5 separate regions of the Mus musculus genome follow, and all the other regions are linked to region 3. Evidence: chromatin contacts called from public Hi-C, HiCAR-type and HiChIP or PLAC-seq data. All regions are on one chromosome and are shown on one strand. Each heading gives the region's core, a stretch centred on a gene start, on an enhancer-like site or on the middle of the called end of the contact. The rest is flanking DNA. Distances are from core to core; before and after follow the strand shown.

Evidence for each region. Hi-C and Micro-C count contacts between places; a contact is called where the count stands out from the background. HiCAR-type assays count read pairs that join an accessible place to other places. HiChIP or PLAC-seq counts read pairs in DNA pulled down with a chosen protein or histone mark.
Region 1: a contact with region 3 is called in a Hi-C map of Th1 cells, with 2.3 times the contacts expected there. The contact joins two enhancer-like sites. A contact is called at or near these places in 1 of 484 Hi-C or Micro-C datasets (Th1 cells) and 2 of 115 datasets of contacts at active chromatin or transcription factors (CD8 T cells and Th17 cells).
Region 2: a HiCAR-type map of Th17 cells shows a contact between it and region 3, with 5 times the contacts expected there. The contact joins two enhancer-like sites. A contact is called at or near these places in 1 of 15 datasets of contacts at CTCF or cohesin (pro-B cells), 6 of 484 Hi-C or Micro-C datasets (the CH12 cell line, Th2 cells, bone marrow-derived macrophages and 3 more) and 2 of 115 datasets of contacts at active chromatin or transcription factors (CD8 T cells and Th17 cells).
Region 4: a contact with region 3 is called in a HiCAR-type map of Th17 cells, with 4 times the contacts expected there. The contact joins two enhancer-like sites. A contact is called at or near these places in 1 of 484 Hi-C or Micro-C datasets (CD4 T cells) and 2 of 115 datasets of contacts at active chromatin or transcription factors (CD8 T cells and Th17 cells).
Region 5: a BATF HiChIP or PLAC-seq map of CD8 T cells shows a contact between it and region 3, with 7 read pairs. The contact joins two enhancer-like sites. A contact is called at or near these places in 2 of 115 datasets of contacts at active chromatin or transcription factors (CD8 T cells and effector CD8 T cells).

The regions. Positions count from the first base shown.
Region 1 is chr15:62,733,772-62,736,471 of GRCm38.p6, forward strand. No RefSeq gene overlaps it. Among named protein-coding and RNA genes, the nearest start is that of Gm22521, 58 kb to the right of the region's middle. Within about 2 kb of position 1,255, at least 23 of the 459 cell types and tissues checked have an H3K27ac peak or open chromatin away from gene starts, as enhancers often do. A contact at or near this core is called in CD8 T cells, Th1 cells and Th17 cells, where this site is marked.
Region 2 is chr15:62,801,593-62,804,292 of GRCm38.p6, forward strand. No RefSeq gene overlaps it. Among named protein-coding and RNA genes, the nearest start is that of Gm22521, 9.7 kb to the left of the region's middle. Within about 2 kb of position 1,374, at least 12 of the 459 cell types and tissues checked have an H3K27ac peak or open chromatin away from gene starts, as enhancers often do. A contact at or near this core is called in CD8 T cells, Th17 cells and regulatory T cells, where this site is marked.
Region 3 is chr15:62,189,177-62,191,912 of GRCm38.p6, forward strand. The region is part of intron 2 of Pvt1 (Pvt1 oncogene); the gene reads left to right. Among named protein-coding and RNA genes, the nearest start is that of Pvt1, 150 kb to the left of the region's middle. Within about 2 kb of position 1,300, at least 53 of the 459 cell types and tissues checked have an H3K27ac peak or open chromatin away from gene starts, as enhancers often do. A contact at or near this core is called in CD8 T cells, Th1 cells, Th17 cells and 1 more, where this site is marked.
Region 4 is chr15:62,785,145-62,787,844 of GRCm38.p6, forward strand. No RefSeq gene overlaps it. Among named protein-coding and RNA genes, the nearest start is that of Gm22521, 6.7 kb to the right of the region's middle. Within about 2 kb of position 1,412, at least 6 of the 459 cell types and tissues checked have an H3K27ac peak or open chromatin away from gene starts, as enhancers often do. A contact at or near this core is called in Th17 cells, where this site is marked.
Region 5 is chr15:61,394,456-61,397,155 of GRCm38.p6, forward strand. No RefSeq gene overlaps it. Among named protein-coding and RNA genes, the nearest start is that of Gm24696, 38 kb to the left of the region's middle. Within about 2 kb of position 1,281, at least 51 of the 459 cell types and tissues checked have an H3K27ac peak or open chromatin away from gene starts, as enhancers often do. A contact at or near this core is called in CD8 T cells, where this site is marked.

The DNA.
Region 1 (2,700 bases), core at 5-2,504, 540 kb after region 3:
GCCAGTAAGAGCCGGCCAACATAATTTGACTCTGCTTCCCTGTGTGAAAGAAACAAAATACAAACAAAGTAACAGCCCTTGGTGCTCTCAGAGTCTGAACCATCAACCGAAGAATATAAGTGGGCTGGGCCTAGGACTATGCCCACATTTGTAGCAGATGTGCAGCTTAAGATTCATGTGGGTGGGGAACAACTGGAGCAAGGGGTACCCCAAAAACTGTTGCCTGTAAATGGGAGATGTTCTAGCTGTACTGCCTTGTCTGGCCTCAGTGGAAGAGGATGTGCCAGGATGAAGGATACACAGGGGCCCCCCATCTTCTCCTACAGGAGAAGGGGAGGTGAATGGGGAGAGAATTGTGGGAGGGGATGACCAGGAGGGGGCAGTGAGCAGAGTGTGAACTGAATAAGTAAAAATATTAAGTTAAATTAAATTTAATTAAATAAAGATAAAAGCAAAACAAAACAGCAAAGTAACCAAAGGCAATTCTCATAGTGATAAGGACTCCCAGTTGATACATCCTAAAGCATCAAACAGTAGGCACAGTGAGACCCTGTGTCACTATTTACTGTCTACTTCTGGGTGCCAGGTGTTATAATCAAAATGTTTAAGTAACTCAACATGTATGTCCTTGAATGCTTTCAGGCACACTGAGGGGCTAGGTCACCCTGAATATCAAAAATTCAAGGCTCTGCATTAGGCTTCGGGAAACACCATTCTAAAAGGCTAGAGAATCTCTTCAAAAGCTCTCCTAGGGGATGTCAATAAATTTCTGGGAATGTTGAATCGAATGCTATGACAATGAATTATGACATTACTGCTAGATCTGGTAAGTGCTTGACATTTATCGTATGTTGCATGCCATTGCTAAAGAACAAAAGAAAGATTTTTTGTTGTTGTTGTTGTTAAGAAAGTTCATATAGCCTGACAGGTTAAAGTTTGAAAGGAAGTATGACTTCCACCAATTTTTCAGTTGGAAAATGATTTAATTTTATTTGTCCATTTCATATCTCTGATGGGGGCTCACTGTGTTTCTTAGGCGAGTCTAGAGCTTCTGGCCTCAAGTGATCATCCTTCATGAGCCTCCTGACTGGCTGTGACCACAAGCACATACCACCACATGAAGTTCTTTCACTTTTAAAATACATAAATGCATTATTATTTTTCTTTAACCAGCGAGAAAATGTTTTCCACCAGCTTTGAAACAGAATCTCCTTACAAGAGGGAAGTCCAAGTCAGTCCTGTACATGAAAATTAGCATGCACTTACCAGACTTCCGACCAGACTGGAAACCCCTAACTGATCTTTCAACTGTACAATACAACTTGGCTTTGAAAAGAAAATAAGCCAGCTTTCTGGGAAGGGTTATCTTGTCCCAGCTTGAAAGTGGAGCAGATTAGTCACTATGTTTCCTAAAATCTAGGAGAGCACCTAGCAAAATAAACTCTCTGGTTAGTCTACTTAATTTGACTGGAAATTGTCAAGTCAAGTCGCTGAGAACAGAGTGAATCAAGATAAAGACAGGCTGGATTCAATAGGCGAGAGTCTTGTTCAATAGCAGCTTACACCGTCAAGCATTTCCAGTAAGAGAAGGAGTGATACTTTCTCTAGACAGGTCTGGAGTCTGGAAAATAAAATGACTCAGATTCATAAACTCACTCTGTCTCTGTCTCCTTCTCTGTCTTCTTCCCCTTCCTCTCTCCCTCTCTCCTCCCCTTTCTTCCTCTCTCCCCCTCCCCCATCTCTCAACTTTCTTTAAGGCCATACATGTGAAATATGAGACTCTATATCCTTCCTATCAACAAAGAACCATGTCAGATGCAGGAAATGAATTTGAGTCTAATCCAAACTTTGAAACAGTGCTTCAAGCATACATGGAAGCTGCAGCTCATGTGTGGTGGACAACAATCCAGTCTATACAGAAGACTAAGCATTGGCAATGAGCACTCACTAAACAAATGGTCTTGACCTAAAAGTCCCCTGTGAACTGCTGTTACTACTGTCTTCCACTTAGATCAGTACAAAAAAGCAATGTCTTGGAACAAGGAAAAGGAAAGTGGATGAGGAGACTAATATGCATCAGTCTTTCTTCACTCCCTGGAGGTGTTGTGTGAGTTAATTTGCATACCTGCTTTTATGTGTTTCTTACAACACGTTGGGGCTGGCACCATCATTGAGTTTTTACAAAGAAACACAGAACATAAAAAAAAAATACAGATTCCACACTGGGAAATTATAAATCAGGCTTTTCCTTCCCTGCCTCGTAGTATATTTCCATCACTCATTTCTTTTATATAACAGGTTTGAGCATTCAGTAAAAAAGTCATACTTGTGAATTCTCTCTGATGACTTTACATAGCATCTGTTATGGTTTTATTCTGTTGTGAAAGTTCTCTAAAAAGTAAGTTATAAAGGAAATGCTTTATTTCATCTTAACTTCCAGGTCACAGCCCATCAGTGAGGGAAGTTGACAAAAATTCAAGTCAGGACCTGGAAGGCAGGAGTGAGTGACTCTTATCCTATGCATGATTATTTCCAAGCCTGGGATTCACTCACAATTAAGGGAATAAAGCAGGAAGTGTAAAGGAGGATGCTTGCTAGTTATAGTCTTCCTATAACTAACTCCACTTTCTTGTACAACCTAGGACCACTTATTCAAGAACTGGCATAGCTCACAGTGGGTTGTGTCTTCCCACAAGAATT
Region 2 (2,700 bases), core at 124-2,623, 610 kb after region 3:
AACTCACATTAGAACTAGGGGACCCAGAACAGACTGACCATTTCCCTCTAGTGTGGAGACTTTTAGGACTCTGTGTAATCTTCTCAATTTATTTCAAAGTTGGTGTTTTAAAGATATTTCCAGGATTATCCCATCACGGTTATTTGGATTGCTTTTGGCTGTTTTACAAATCCACAAAGGTGCTTGTGGTAGGAACTTTTCTCAAAGCTCTCACAATGAGAAATCGCTGGTACAGCCTCCATCCTCTACCCCATTGTGAGTATGGGAAGTTATTCAAAGGCTTTTAGGTTGGCTGTATGCCAAGAGAGGATGACTGTTACCTGTAATCAGATTCTTCAAGCTCATTTCAATCCCCCCTAAGGACCCTACAAATTGTCTTTCCAGGCAAATTTAGGAATGATTGTCTGGAGCCATTCTAAAAATCTTGCTAATTTACTGATCCACTCCTGTCCTGTTTAGTTTATTGTTTATTATTTTTATTAATAGCACTTAAATTCACCTTGAAACGCTGAAACTGAAGAATTTCCTTGCATCAGGTGAGTGAGTCTGTTGTTTTATCTGTGACAGATTGTCTTGGTTAATAATCAGAATGAGAAAATCCAGTACAGTGAATGGCACTATCCTTAGGCAGATGAGGAAGCCAGAGACTTAACCAGTAAGTAGTACTCCTCTATGGCTTCAGTTTCTACCCTGACTTTACTCAATTATGGACTATACCCTGGAAGTATAAATCAAACAAATATTTTCACCCACCCACTAAGTTTGTTTTTCTTAGACTGTCTTGTTACAGAAGGAGAAAAAACAAGCTTGCACAAGCTCCTAAACTTTTCTCAGAAACGTAAAGGTATCATTGGACGTAAAGACAATTTCCAATGAGCTTTTCAACCCTTTGATTATCATGAATCATTGACAAATTGAACAAAAAGAGCCAAGTGTGCTTTATATGTAAACAAAATATTGGAAGAGTGGATTATTACAGCTCTCTTAAAATAGAGTTTCCTGGAAGAGTTCTGTGGAACATATGTATATTTATCTCAACTCTCATTTGAAATCTGAACTCCCACATGATGTCAGTTTGCTTAGGTCATTTAAACTCTCAAGGCCTGTGCATGAGCATTTTTAGAGTGAGGGGCAGTTGAGGAGACCTCTGGTAAGTTCTGTGTTAGCTACAACATTCAGTGATTCTAGTCTTTTGGTATTAAAGACCATTTCTTTGGATTTTGTTTTTCTTTTACTGAAAGTTCCACCTTACCCTGCAAAGCTCCTCAGCCAGAATAGACTAGATTTAAATTTGTAGGCTTATAATATTTCAGAGTTCAAAGGCACTGTCAGGTCACAGAGCTCAACTCTATGGTGATACATAATACCTTCTCCAACACCTCCACCAAGTGGCCAAGCAGTCTGTATTCCACAGGTAGGAGCATGCCTGTTGGTACTCACCACATCCATTCTATGCCAAACAGCATTTGCTCTAAACCTCCCTATGACTTTGAGGTTCTTTCTCCAGTTTTTCCCAAAGCAGGTGTCTCTCTTGTTTCACAAGGACACCTAAATTCTACCTTTATGCTCAATTTACTGTTTTTTTTTTTTCTTTTTAAACAAAGCATTTCTTCAGTCATTTGAAAATGATCAATCCAAACCCTTAGCTCTAGAAAAGGTAACTCGGCTCTTTGGATCTTTGGAGCATCCTTGTTCTGAGAGTGTCCCTAGTTCTGATCACTGTCTTCGTAATTTGGCACAGATTACCAACTTCCATTTGACTGCCTCTCAGTAATCAGTTAAGTATCCAAGTAATTTGGGATGGCAAAATTTCAAAGCTGGCTTTCATCAAAAACAAAAGAATCTGATAGGAAACTGGTACAGAAGCTGACGAAAATATAGAACCGAAGCGATGCTAGGAACAGAACAGTCATTTCTGTTGGGTATCTTGAGCCCCAACTTCAGTGCATTGCCTTCAGTAATATACTAACTCTCCCCGCCTGTGATGTTTAAGTTACCTTTAGAAGATTGACATCTAAGGAATTTAAGGTTTTTTTTTTTCATGTTGAAAAGTAGTTAATCAATACCTCAAATGGAAGAAATATTTCAGACATACTGTATAAGAAATAAAGTTATGGAAGGACTGAAGGAGCTGAAGGGGACTGCAACCCTATAGGGGGAAAAAAACAGTATCAACTAACTGGTCTCTCCAGGGACCAAGCCAAGCAAAGAGTATACATGGGTAAGTCCATGGCTCCCACTACATATGTAGGAGAGGATTGCCTTATCTGGCATCAACAGGAGCAGAGATGCTTGGTCTTCTGGAGGCCTGTTGTACCATCGAAGGAGGGTGCTAAAGAGGTGAGGCAGGATTGGGTAGGTGGGTGGGAGAGTACCCTATTAGAGGCAAAGGAAAGTGAAGATGGAATGAGATGTTTACAGAGAGGAAACTGGGAATGAGCACGTTTGAAAAATAATAATAAGTAAGTAAACTAAAAAAACACTCTCTTTCTACAAATAAATGGAAAGCATTAAAAAATCTGGCTCCCTAATTACTTTTCAAGAGAAACTACTTTTGAAATTTCTTTAGAGAGCAGATTTCCAGACTGAGACTACTAGACAGAAATACCACCGAATGGCAGAGTGTTTTCATGTCCCTCTGTAGGAGTATAGATGAGTCTTCTGTGCTTTACTCTTTTTCCTATGGTAGTTCATCCAGCT
Region 3 (2,736 bases), core at 50-2,549:
ACTATTTCCAAGGCTGGGCAGCAAGGATTTCTTTTGACTGCTGGATAGATTGACAGGAATTCAAAAAGAGACTGTAGTTCCACTAAGCTAATGTTCTAAGCACACGTGGAAGCAGGGGAGATGTCATTGGACTTACTGTTGACCCAGCTTCCCAGTTTGTGACTACTGTATGCCTTGTATGTCCTGGCTCAAATTGGTGTATCCATGGCAGGGACTTGAGTTGATTATTTTTACCCCGCAGACAGGGTAGTGCTGACCTCGAACTCTCAATCCTTTTCCCCAAGTGTCTGGATTACAAATGTTTGTCTACACACCCAAACAAATTTTAATGATACAAGAATTATCCCCGTGGCCATTGGAGTCCATTGTTAGGACGCTGTTCCTCCAATGTATCGCCACATATCAACTCTCTATGATATGAACCAGGAGGGCTGTTCAAATTGCATCTCTTCTCAGTTAATGCCGGGCTGGTCTGCACTGTATCCCTCCCAAGACTTGTAGCCAGATAGGACTGCAAGGCGGCAGCGGGTTTGTTCATTCGGTTTCTGTTTTACAAACTGAAGTTGACAACATCCCCGGCACTTGCGTGGTGAGTCATCTGATAAAGGTCGCCTTGGTCGCTGGTTACCTTCTCTACTCAAGAATAGAGTCACAGGTGGCTTTGATGGCTAGTTTCCAGAACCATTGATGGCTCTTCTTAATTAACGTGCAAGTGGGCCTCCTCTGACATTTAGAGAGTCAGTGGTTACCTTTCAGAAAGTACTACTGGGTTTCCTCTGGGCCAGGCGCCTTGCCTTCCACCTGTGGTTTTACAAGGTATTACCATGGACTGTTCTGAGCCACGCACTGCACCTAGGCCAGAGAGGTGTGAGGGAAGCCGGGCTACAGCCACACTGCCTTTCATTAGCTCACTGGCTCTCATGTCCAAAGTAGAAACAAGGTCCAGCTCTGAGAGGGTTTTGTCTGCCATGCTGACTCTAGAAACGTGCTCAAAAGAGAGATAGACCACTTCTTTGTCCCCCTTTCTACCCTGCTTTGTTACGAAATGCAGATAATCATTGCCCTTTAAGTACAAGATTGTTCTTAACATTATCCCTGGCTTACACATTGCTGGCACATACTGAGGTTTCCATAATTACCTATGCACCTAAGCATTCAAGTGCGTTGCCTTGGAGTTAGGATTTCTTTCTTTCTTGCTTGCTTTTTTTTCCCCCCATTCTGTTTTACTGGTATGACTCATTCACTCATTTGACTCCATTCAGTAAATGAATACATCCTGAGACTCTGTTAAACACTAGAGTCCTTCCAATGAGCAGCCCTGTTTACCCTTTCAGACTTCTGGGAAATGTGGAGGCGATGATCAGTGGAGAGCCAGCTGGTCCTGAAACCTTCAGGAAAGCATCTGGGCCTGAAAGCAATATTACATTGTATTCGTAAGGTGAAAAGCGCTATCTTTTCCACCCATGCCTCCCAAGGCTGAGTGTACTACCATCTAAACCAACAGGCTTCATATACAGAATGTGACTAGGTTTTCTCTAGGAGGTTGTCTTCTTTAAGCAACATATTAAAGCTCTTGAACAAGAGCCAGACACGTGGTACACACCTGTAATCCCAGCACTTGGGAGGCAGAGGCACTCAGAGCTCTGAGCTTGAGGCCAGTCTGGTCTAAAGAGAGAATTCTAGGACAGCCAGGGCTACATGGTGAGACTCTATTTAGAAGAAGAAAAATGTTCTTTATCAAGTTCACATTTTAGAATCTTTCTGATTGGTGCTGAATACTGACCCCCCTCCACCTGATTTAGAATTGCCCAAGAAGTTCATTATTTTGTGATATCCTCAGACTCTCATTAGTGCTAGAAGATGACTAATTTGAAGTGGGGAAGTGTTTTCTGAAGTGTCCCTCTCTGCAACTCTGCCCTTAATGTCAAATCAAGCAGTTATTTCTGATAAGTTCTTTAGCTTCTCTGAAGCAGCCCAGCTATGGCTGGTTGTGGGTGGCGCTGATAATGACTGAACAGACAACACAAATGAGGTGGGGTTGGCCTTTTCAGCCATTTTACAGGAATGAGGGGGTTGGGTAGTGGCTCCATTAGTAAAACGCTTGCTTTACTGTGTAAGCAACTAAGGGCTGGGAGGTGGAACTCTTAAAGGCTTGCTGGCCAGCCAGTTTAATCAAACCAATGAACTCTAGATTCAATGAGAGACTCTATCGTAATAAGTAAGACAGAAAGAAATTGAGAAACCACCCGATAGTAACCTGGGGCCTCCCCAAACACAGGAGCACATGTCATACACACACATGAACACATACACCGCAAACTGAAAAAAGGATCCATTTTTCTTTAATACTCAATGCAATAAGAAAGCTTTGAGAATGTTTAGAGATTTCTATGACCACTGAAAATATAGTTCTAGAAAGACAGAGATGACCAAGAGAGACAGGAACCTGGGCAGTACAGCTGCTATTTGAATGCTTTGTTCTTCTCAGGGTATTTTGCCCTGAATGTTCTTTCTGGATTTTGAGCACTTGAGCTCTTGGCATGCCAGCAGTTGGGCCTTCTGGAAAGATCATAGACTCTGAAAACTGTCTAAGAATCTGATAGCCATCAATACATTTCCAGCAACATTCCCTTGTTATAATTAATTGACCATGTGAGTTTCAGTCTTCAAATCCAATGAAGAAAGGGAAGAGTGGAGTGTTTAGTTAGAATGACTGTAGATGCTATAACAAGCAAA
Region 4 (2,700 bases), core at 162-2,661, 600 kb after region 3:
TATCCTACATATTTCTCTTAATAGAAAATATTTCTTAATGAATACTTAAGATTTGCAGGACTTCTTATGTGTGTGTTATGTTGCAGCCCTCTAAATATCTTTTTGATATTATTTTTATTCTCTTTGTTAGGTAGTAGAAGAAAGGCTTATGAGTTTAATCATATCATGTATATAAAGTTTCTATATACTCAGTACCCTGTTCAGTTTCGGACAAAAAGTTAGCACCAAACTGATGCATGTTTTTGTTATGTTTATGTACAAGTACAAGAAGGTGACTGAGCAATAACCTTAAAAAATGTGTGTTATAAGTGAGATTTGGTCTCTGTAAGAAGGAAATACATGCTAGGTAGCACAAAAAAAGATGGTAGAATGATGCTATGAAAATAGCATCACAATGATGGTTGTGTGGCTGTGTAAATACCCTCCCATGGGTGTTCACTTTGATTCGCAAGTTTGAACAGCATGTAAATCCTATCTCAATAAAGTTGTTAAAAGGAGAATGTATGACAGTAAAGAATATCAGATACTTCATCCATTGTAATATCTTCTCTTCCCAGTCCTGAAGAATATGAGAAGATTGAAGACTTAACAAAACTTTCTACCCTTTCCATTCAGTTTTCATGACTTTTATTAGTAAGAAATAAAAACAAAACAACAACAACAACAAAAAACCTATACTATGTAGAGGAAGTCCATGAGAAGCCACTGAATATTTTGTAAATCATCTCCTATTCTTGGTGTGAATTACATTCATGATGGTGGACCAGAAAGGTACATTCTCCCCTTGATCACTTTGCCGTAGCAGAAACAAACACACATAGAAATTTTTTTTTTCTATTCAACTAGTCTTATGTTTTTTAAAGCCACAGGAGACAAGAATAAGCATGCCTTATGGAGCTACTTAGTGGGGTCTTTGATTTGATTTGAACGTTCTTTACCATTCATGAGATAACTTAGTAGTAAAAGGCAGTGAACGTATATATCCAAAACCTGCAACTTTCCCCTCACTATGCCTACACAAAGTCTCATATGAAATTTCTTGTATTAAGTGCACACCAAGGCTGATGAACCAATGACTGTGACAGACCAGTGGTCTTTCAACATTGATCTTTGCCCATCCTGAGCCAGAAAAAAAAGCTCTTGGGAATCAGCCTTGCTCAGTCTGGTTATGAAGTTGAATTTGAAGTTTGTTATCATTAGATAAAATAGTCTTCCTTCTTCCCCTTCCAAGAGACAAGTGGGAACTGGCAGAGGTTCTGACATGGTTGGTATGATGAGGGTGGGAGAGGGCAACTTAAGATGGGCACAGAGAGAATAATGGAAGTAGTGTATCGTATTCAAAAGTTCTGTGAAGCTTTGCTGAATTGAGGCCCTGTACTCAGACACTCAGCAGGGGGTTTCCCAATTCTGCCCCAGCCATCTGGGAAATTCTCCAAAGCCACCCAGTGACTTTCTACCTAGTATATGAATGGGGTCAGTGGGTGAGGGAGTTAGCTGTTTTTCCTTTATATGAACTTTAGTGCAGACATTAAACAGATGAACCTTCTACATACAAAGATCTTATGGTTGTACTGCAATGCAACTTTATAAGATTGTGCTCAACCTCTGCAACAAAGCTTTAAATATATAATTGTCTTTCTTTTACTAATGAAAGACTTTCCTATTGAGAAAGTTAGGTATAATGACAGATTTTGCAGAGAAAATAAAAGATCTTTATCTTCTTAATGTTCTAGCACTTTAATATTCAATGCTGATTAAGACATATTTTTATAAATGAGAAATCTTAAAACAAACATTGTTATGTCTTGACAAAAATTAATGGTGTAATCAAGCATTAATAGTGTCCAATGACTACCTACTGTGTTTCCCGTTCTACATATGAGCAGGTCAGTGCTTTAAGAGTAGAAGAAAGCAAGCCAGAGAGAGGTAGCAACTATCTCATTCAAACACCTCAAGTAGCAACACCAAGGGGCAGGGTTAATTTCAAAGCAGAAATACCAAAACTTACTAATCTCATGGAGAACCAAATGTGCATCAAATAGGTTCCTTTGAAAATTCTTCAGTTTTGCTAGAGGTGCTGGATAGCATCAGAGGATAAGCTTTGAAATTAAAGGACTTAATGGAGCTTCTCCTAAAATCTTTCCAAAGGATAGATATGATAAAATGGCCCTTACTGAAATTTAGTCAATTGCAAGACACAGAATACTTCAACTCTTCTGATAAAGTATCTTGGGGTCAATTCTATAATTCTTTATTAACAGTCCATATGTTTTATATATATATATATATATATATATATATATATATATATATATATATATATGTATAATATATGATAAAAGCAGTAAAACTTTGTATCTGGTAGAGTTTACACATGGAAAGCACAGTCTCTGAACTCTAAGATGATAAGTCAGCCTGGTTAGTCATGTGGTATGGATAGAAAAAGAACATGAAAATGGATAACATCCCCTTAAGAGAATGTCCAAAACTAGAACTTGCCCTGCTTTTAGTAACTCGTGCTTACAGCTCTCTCACATCCCCTGAGTCCTCCCCTCCCCTCAACCTCCAGCAAATTCATTGTTTCAGCAGTATGGGACTAGAATCAGAAAGCCTTCACATCAGAGAGAAGAGCAAAAGCCATAGAAGAAAGTCAGAGAGAAGTTTGGTTTAGAGGACACTGGGGTAGTTAATACTATGTTC
Region 5 (2,700 bases), core at 31-2,530, 790 kb before region 3:
AGTATGAACATGATAATGGTCAAAATCCATTGCACACAATTCCTAGAGAACTCTCAGAAAAGAGAAGCATTCAGCTAACATTGGGAGAGTATCACGTGGGAATGCCTATTGTGTTCAGGAACAAGACGTCATTAGGACTGAGACTTCAATGCAGTGTGTTATACCGAGACACCAAGAACATGATGTTTTATGATCCTAGACACCAAAAATATGATGGCATAGTCTGTACTTGACCGGTAGCATTCTAATGAAGAACATCAAGGCAAGGCACATGAAGATGTCACATCATGTCTTGAAGAGTGACAGGAAAGTTTCAAAAAAAAAAAAAAAAAGATTACAAATAGCCTAAGTTTTAAATCAGCAATGGACTATTCAAAGGGGGGAGAGATTAGGGAGAAGAGTTAACAAGGACATAGACAGTGAAGGATGTGAACGCCTTCGGGAGACCCAGCATGGTTTAAGAGCAGAGGCAGTACATGGAAGGAAAGCTAGGCGGGTAAGTGCCAGGAACTCAAAAGCAGGCACAATATGCCTTCTTACTTCCTTCTTCCTGCACTATATAACTGTCCTTTCTCAGCTTCTTTTCACTGTAGCATGATGCAGAAAACTCAATGTTGCACGAAGCTCTCTGGCTTGATTTCTAGCAGTGCATACACTGGCCGTGGAGGTACCCACCTAAAATCTCAGAACTTGGGGAGTAAAGGCAAGATCAGATTTTCAGGGATACAGAGAAGATTTAAGGCCAACCTGGTCTACATGAGACTCTGATTATAAACTATAAAACTAAATTAAAAACTAAAGGGGGGAGGGGGCTAAGAGAAGAGAAAACCATACAGGGTAGCTTTCAGTCATTCGGATCACTTGGGGTGGCATACACCACACTGCAGATGAGCCAACGGATGTGCAAGGTCAGAACATAACCTTCTGTCAACACGTAGCCCGACACAGGGTCCCCAGCCCCCACAACATTAGCAAGAAAATAAGAACGCCTGCCCAGCTGTCTTGCTGGCTGTCACTGGGTAAATTATCTTTTATTAAGGATCTGTAATTGTTCTCCACTGAGCTGTGACCTAAATTTAGTAGTTCTGAGGAGTGAGACCCAGCCAACAGGATTTCCCTGAGAACACGATGAAGTTCCTGCATCAATTCAATTCATTAGCTAGAAAAAGAACAAGCGGCCAGTTCTTTCTTTTTTTTTTTCTTTCCCATTCTCCAGTGAGCCGTTTGTTTGTTTAGTTTGACCACATTTTTTTTTTCTTCTTGGATCCAGTCTGAGCCTCTGTAAGGACAGCACAGCTCATTCAAACACTTCCTGTCACATTAGCTCCCAAGGCAGAAACCAAGTAACACTATGTAAATCTTGCTGGTAAGACCCTCCATTTACTTCTTGGGGATTTTCAGCATAAGGAGAAGAAATGTCCTCAAGTAGTCAGGATGATTTGGGGTGAGGGGAAGAAAACTCAGCTTACTAGAATCACTAAAGCAACAGAAGAATAGACAGAGAAGGAGGGGAAAGGCAACACTGGTTAAAAGCTATCGTGAAAACTTTTGTGTAAGAAAGGTCATGAGAGGGACAGCCTCTACTAGAGACATTACTTCCAAAACCTGTTTTCATCATGACAATCTAATGAAGGCCAGAAAATAAAGTCACTCAATTTGGATACAGTTTCTAAAGATCTGTGCAAAATTTAGGGCCACATCTTCTTCCTCTAATCCCAGAGTTTTCCTTCAGTTCATCATTAACTTTTTGCCATGACAGTCTGGACTTGGGATCTGTCATGGATGTGCACCCTGTAAAGTCTCATGTATGGGTACCCACACATAAAAGAAAAAGAATATTCAATTTTAACAACATTCTTATTTGTTTTTCTTAACAATTCTTTTTTTTTTTTGCTGTTTTTTAATTAGGTATTTTCTTTATTTACATTTCAAATGTTATTCCCTTCCCTAGTTTCCCCTCCAAAAAAAACCCTATCCCCTCCCCCTGTTCACCAACCCACCCACTCCTGCTTCCTGGCCCTGGCATTTCCCTACACTGGGGCATAGAGCCTTCATGGGACCAAGGGCTTCTCCTCCTATTGATAACCGACTAGGCCATCCTCTGCTACATATGCATCTGGAGCCATGAGTTCCCCCATGTGTACTCTTTTGTTGGTGGTTTATTCTTTAACCCACCAATTTCCTTTTTCTGCCACCCTATCGGAAACTTCCTGATGACCAATATGTTACTGTAAAGATAGTTCATATACCTCTGCATGAATAAAGAAAAATGTCCCACGACATCCTTAGAAAACTTAATCTTGCTAGATATGTAATGTGGTCTGTAGAGTGTTTGCATAACATGTATGATGCCCTGCGTTCCATACCTAACACCACATAAAAACAGACATTCTGGCATGCACCAATAATCTCAGCACTCAGGAAGTGGAGATAGATTAGAAGTAGAGGCCAGTCTGAAATACATGAGAACGTTTTATTTAAAAAGGAAAGAGGTTTAGTGTTTTATTAAGAGGCTAAGATATCCATACCCTAACAGTAACTTAGTGACATTGTGCTGTCTCTGATTTCTCAGTAGTTTCATAGCAATGTAGTGAAGTTGGCTGAGCAGGTAACTTTATCTCTGTAACACTCTGAGTATACTAAGAGTAAAGCAGTTGAGGCTTTACGCTGTAGTCAATGGCAGACGATAGTATAAGTGCC